Linked DNA regions of Sus scrofa: region 2 is linked to region 1. A link is a contact called in public HiChIP or PLAC-seq data. All regions are on one chromosome and are shown on one strand. Each heading gives the region's core, a stretch centred on a gene start, on an enhancer-like site or on the middle of the called end of the contact. The rest is flanking DNA. Distances are from core to core; before and after follow the strand shown.

Region 1 (2,786 bases), core at 183-2,682:
ATGGAGCAGGATAGAGGATAATGTGGGAAAAAGAATGTACGTGTGTGTGTGACAGGGTCACTTTGCTGGACAGTAGAAAATTGACAGAACACTGTAAACCAACTATAATGGAAAAAATAAAAATCATGTTAAAAAAATGAGAAAGCACACACATGCACACACAAACAGAAAACCCCACCTCACCTCTTTCAATTTGCAATTGAGAAACAAATATCTCTTGTTAACCAGTATCTTAAGGGGGGGGGGGACAAACACAAATGGAGAAATAATGGACACTTATATTGCTTTATATTAAAACTTCCAGAGAAGCATGAAAATGTTTTATTTTGTTAAATTCTTAAGCTTATTTCGTACCCTGGTAACAACCTGCATACGCTTAAAAAAAAAAAAAAAAAAAAAAAAGTTGGTCATTTAAGTATTAACAGAGACCTGTGAGTACAGCAGAGGAAAAACAAGTCTTTTAGGGGCCAGAAATCCTCGAGTAATCTTTTCCTTCACATCCTAGCTGGTAACCTTGGGCAAGTTCTGCAACCTTTAGGTCTTTGCTTCATCCACAGAATGGGATAATGAAATTACCAACTGGGTCAACACCAGGGTAACAGAGATAATATATGAGAAGGGTAATACTGCTTCCCCAGTATTCAAGAAAGGTCAACACCTCACACTTCTTCTCCTACTCCCCACCCAAGCAAGTGGAAAAGGGGCTATTAGATGGTTTGGAGGGGACTACATGATAGAAGCAGATTATGATGATCTGGAGCAATCGGGGCAGTGAAATTTCTTTGAAAGCTATTTTCCTGGTCTTCCAAGGGCTCCAGGAAAAGAAAAACACACCTCACCCCAAAAAACAGACTCCTGCATAGAGCCCCGGCGTTCTCCACTGGTCTCAGGACAATTGCTGGGAGCTGCTGAGATCAATGAGCACGCAAGGAGATTTTCATTCTCCTACAGCAGAAATGCCCTGGACGAAGAAAGGAAGAAAGCAAGCAGGTCGGCGTCACCTACAAGAATGGGAGAGAGTAGCTAGAACTGGGCTCAGCTCTGTTTCCCATCAGCTGGGAAGTTGCACGATTTAGTTTTATACTTATACCTGCAAAAAATAAAAAAGTGAAAAAAAACATATACATTATTCAAAACACTGGTTGCTTACTTGGTTAACAAAATATTTAGTGATTCACGTTGAAAATCCAATTATGAAACAGTCTATATCTAGCTGGGCTACGAGTTGTTATTGCTTTTAGTGTTTTTTTCTTTTTGCTATAGCTGCCAAGAACAGGAAGTTGCATTTTATTCCTGTTTCCAAATATGCCTGATGTCAAAATCTAAAGAGGAAAAAAAGTTCTGTTTTGCGACGCCATGAACTTCAGATGCTTTGCAGTTAAGGCCACCTTTGAGTTCAGCATAGACGGTCAAGTCCTGAAGGTCTCTTGCTTACTGGGAATTGTTTTCCACTTGACTGGCTAAGGCATCACTGCAAAGGAGACCTCTGTTTATTCTGCACCCTCCCCCTTTTGAGGTCGAACTGGAACCCTGTGCTCCTTCTCTTTGCCCAGAGGAACTAGGTCTCTAGCAATAAAAATAAGGTTGGGTTGGCACTGCAAATCCACAAGTAATTATTCATTAAGTCCTTATCCCTTATTTCCACAGCATAATAAGACTTCATTTCTAAGCCTTAGGATATTGAACTTTGCATCTGAAAGATCAGTGTCTCGGATCTAAGTGAAGTGTTCTCACTTGGAAGAACACCAATGTTCTGTGACTTTTAACCTTCCTTAGAGTGACTGCTCAGCAGATTCTAATCAGCCAAATGCCCTTAAAGACAAAAGTGACAGTCTCACACTAATGGAGTGGAAGCCTGGTTAACAGTTCCTACATGCCCCCACCTCTACCCCCACCCCATCACTATTTGGATTCAGATCAAGGCACAAAAGAATTGGCTCTTGCTTGCAGCTTTTTGGCAATGTGTTTTTTTTTTTTTTTTTTTTTTTATCTCAGCCATCTCAAGGTCTACCTTACTTCTAGGAAACTCCTGGTCCAGAAATGCCTTAAAAAATTAAATAATTTCTGGAGTTCCCATGGTGGCTCAGTGGTTAACGAATCCGACTAGGAGCCATGAGATTGCGGGTTCAATCCCTGGCCTCGCTCAGTCGGTTAAGGATCCGGCATTGCCGTGAGCTGTGGTGTAGGTTGCAGACGAGGCTTGGATCCCATGTCGCTGTGAGCTGTGGCATAGGCTCTGATTGGACCCCTAGCCTGGGAACCTCCATATGCCATGGGTGCGGCTCTAGAAAAGGCAAAAAAAAATAAAATAAAATAAAAAAATAAAAAAATAAATAATTTCTGAGGTTACTGGAGAGTTTTAAATCCTTTTAAGAAAGGATCCAGGATTGCTCGATTCAGATGCATCCCAATGGTACCTGTGGGTTTAAGTGTCTTAAGGGACATAATGCATGTAAATGAAGGAATTTTGAAGCTTAAGGTGGTGAGTGTGCTTTTGAAACACTATCTTCACCACTTGTGATGAGATGAGCAAATCCACCCAAACTGTCCATCCCAGTAAAGAGTGTCCTATGAAATTTAACCAGCGATAGGAAGGTATCAATGAAAGCTTTCTCAGTGTTTTGCGATGTGTATGGGATATGATACGAATGTGTTTAGTCACACACGAATCACCTTTGGATCCCCAACCTGACTCAACGGGGCTGCTACATTTTCCGACAGGCACATTCGTGTTCTGGTTTTACTTTGACAGGTGTTTCAACACTATCTTTCTTTAGCTTCCCTAT
Region 2 (2,786 bases), core at 140-2,639, 110 kb after region 1:
TTATGCTCAAGTACCCCACTAAGCTCCATATTAAAAATATGACTTTTTTATCCTGAACGGAAAGGGAATTAAATTTTACTGACCCTTTACTACCTGCCAGGCTCTTTACATGTATGATTTCATTTTTTAAAATGATTTTTATTTTTTTCCATTATAGCTGGTTTACAGTGTTCTGTCAATTTTCTACTATACAGCAAGGTGACCCAGTCACACATACATATACACATTCCTTTTTCTCACATATCACGCTCCTGTATGATTTCATTTAATCCACATTAGAGTCTCCTTGAGGTCAGGAACCATGTCTTTGAAAGATTTGTACCCACAGCACTTAGCAGTGTTGGAAATGTATTACTTTTTCAATTCGATCAATACTTGTTGAATGAGTGAATCAAGTTGTCCAGCCAGATTTGAAATGACTGCCAACTACCTTAGCCTCACTCTTGCCAGTGGGATTGCTGCCTTCCAGTCAAGACATGTGCCATACAACTCTGCTATTGCTCGATTCTATAGGATTCTTATTCTATAGACCTCTTTTCAAAAGTTCTTGCCACAGAGAGATGAGATTAAGATGGCAGAGTAGAACTGCAGCTCACCTTCTCTCATAAAAACAACAAAATTACAACTGACTGCTGCATAATCTTCAAAAAAACAGACTGGAAATTATTGAAAAAGATATGCTACTTCAGAAGACAAAGAGGAGGCCACATTGAGAAGGGAGGAGGGGCAATGACTTTATATAAGTAACCCCATACCCTCCGAGTGGTGGCCTGCAGACTGGAAAATAACTATATTGCAGAGGTTCAGCCACAGGAGTGAGAGTTCTAAGCCCCATGTCAGGTTCCCACTCCTGGGGATCTGGCATTGGGAGGAGGAGCCCTGGGGCATCTGGGGTTGAAGGTCAGTGGACCTCGTGCACAGGAGGGCCACAGGACTGGGGGAAATGGAGACTCCCAGTCTTTCCTGTGCACTGGGTCCCAGGGCAAAGCAAAGACTCTATAGGAATCTGGGGCAGACCTGCCTGCGGTTCTTGGAGATCTCCTAGGAAAGCAGGGGGTGACTGAGGCTCATTGTGAGGGAAGGACATTGGAGACAAAGATCTAGGGACTAATCACCAGTCCCTAGACCTCTAGAGACTGGTGATTAGTCTGGAAAAACATGGCTCCACCCTTCAGGGCTGAGAAGCCCCAGGCTGAACAAAAAACTGAGTGGGAACTCAGCCCCACCTATCAGCAAACAAGCTGCCTAAAGACACCTCCCCTAACCCCAGGCACACAACTGTATCTAATTATACCCAGAGACAAAACTCCACCCATCAGAGGGATAAGAATCAGCTCCACCTATCAGTGGGCAGGCCCCAGACCCTCCCATCAGGAAGCCTGCAACAAGACAACAAACCCCCATACTAGCTTCAGCCACAAGGGGGCAGACCTCAGAAGCAAGAGAGGTTACAACCCTATTGTCTGCAAAAAGGAGACCACACCATGGAAAAGACTTTAGACTAATGATAGTAAAGATGATTCAAGATCTTGGAAGTAAATTGGAGGCAAAGATTGATAAATTACAAGAAGCACTGAGCAAAGAAATAGAAGATTTAAAGATTAAGCGAGCAGAGACGCAAAATACAATAACTGAAATTAAAAATTCACTAAAAGGAACCAGCAGTATAATACAGGAGGCAGGAGAACCAATAAGTAGGGTGGAAGACAGACTGGTGAAAATTACTGACACAGAACAGAAAAGAGAAAAAAGACTGAAAAGAAATGAAGACAGTCTAAGAGAACTCTGAGTCAATGTTAAAGGCAACAACGTCCATATTATAGGGGTGTCAAAGGAGAAGAAAGAACCAGAGAAAATATTTGAAGAGATAATAGCCAAAAACTTCCCTAACATGTGAAAGGAATCACTCACACAAATCCAGGAAGCAGAACAAATAATCATATAAAATAAACCCAAGGAGGAAGAGCCCAAGAAACATATTAATCAAACTGACTGAAATTAAACACAAAAGAGAAAATACTGAAAGCAGCTAAGGAAAAGAATGAAATAACATACAAGGGAAGCCTGATAAGATTACTGGCTGATTCTCAGCAAAACTCTGCAGGCCAGAAGGGAGCGGCATGATAAACTTAAAGTGATGAAAGGAAAAAACCTCCAATCAAGATTACTCTGCTAGCAAGGCTCTCATTCAGATTTGAAGAAGAAATCAAAAGCTTTACAGGCAAGCAAAAGCTGAAAGAACTCAGCACCACTAAACCAGCTTTACAACAAATACTAAAGGAACTTCTCAAGGTGGAAAAGAAAAAGCCAAAACTAGAAACAAAAATATTACAAACAACAAGGCTCACTGGTAAAGGCATATATATAGTAAAGGTAGGAAATTATACACACACAAATATGCTACCAAAACCAGAAATTACGAGAAGAGAAGGGTACAAAAGCAGGATACTGGAGATGCACTTGCAATTAAGAGACCAACAACTTAAAACAATCTTGTGCGTGTGTGTGTGTGTGTGTGTGTGTGTGTGTGTGTATAGACTCCTATATCAAAACTTCATGGTAACTGCAAACCAAAATCTACAATAGATATATACACAAATAAGAAAAAGCAATCCAAACCCAACACTAAAAGTAGTCATCAAACCACAAGAAGAAAACAAGAGAAGTAAAAAGACCAACAAAAACAAATGCAAAACAATTAATAAAATGGCAATAAGAACATACATATCAAAAATTAACTAAAATGGGAGTTCCCATCATGGCTCAGTGGTTAACAAACCCAACTA

The links. HiChIP or PLAC-seq counts read pairs in DNA pulled down with a chosen protein or histone mark.
Region 2: an H3K27ac HiChIP or PLAC-seq map of alveolar macrophages shows a contact between it and region 1. The contact joins two enhancer-like sites. A contact is called at or near these places in 10 of 47 Hi-C or Micro-C datasets (alveolar macrophages, fetal heart ventricle, heart right ventricle and 5 more) and 2 of 2 datasets of contacts at active chromatin or transcription factors (alveolar macrophages and skeletal muscle).

Annotation. Positions count from the first base shown.
Region 1 is chr1:21,559,234-21,562,019 of Sscrofa11.1, forward strand. All of the region lies in intron 1 of PHACTR2 (phosphatase and actin regulator 2), which reads right to left. Among named protein-coding and RNA genes, the nearest start is that of LTV1, 130 kb to the left of the region's middle. Within about 2 kb of position 1,433, at least 9 of the 83 cell types and tissues checked have an H3K27ac peak or open chromatin away from gene starts, as enhancers often do. A contact at or near this core is called in alveolar macrophages, where this site is marked.
Region 2 is chr1:21,668,847-21,671,632 of Sscrofa11.1, forward strand. All of the region lies in intron 1 of PHACTR2 (phosphatase and actin regulator 2), which reads right to left. Among named protein-coding and RNA genes, the nearest start is that of PHACTR2, 53 kb to the right of the region's middle. Within about 2 kb of position 1,390, at least 5 of the 83 cell types and tissues checked have an H3K27ac peak or open chromatin away from gene starts, as enhancers often do. A contact at or near this core is called in alveolar macrophages, where this site is marked.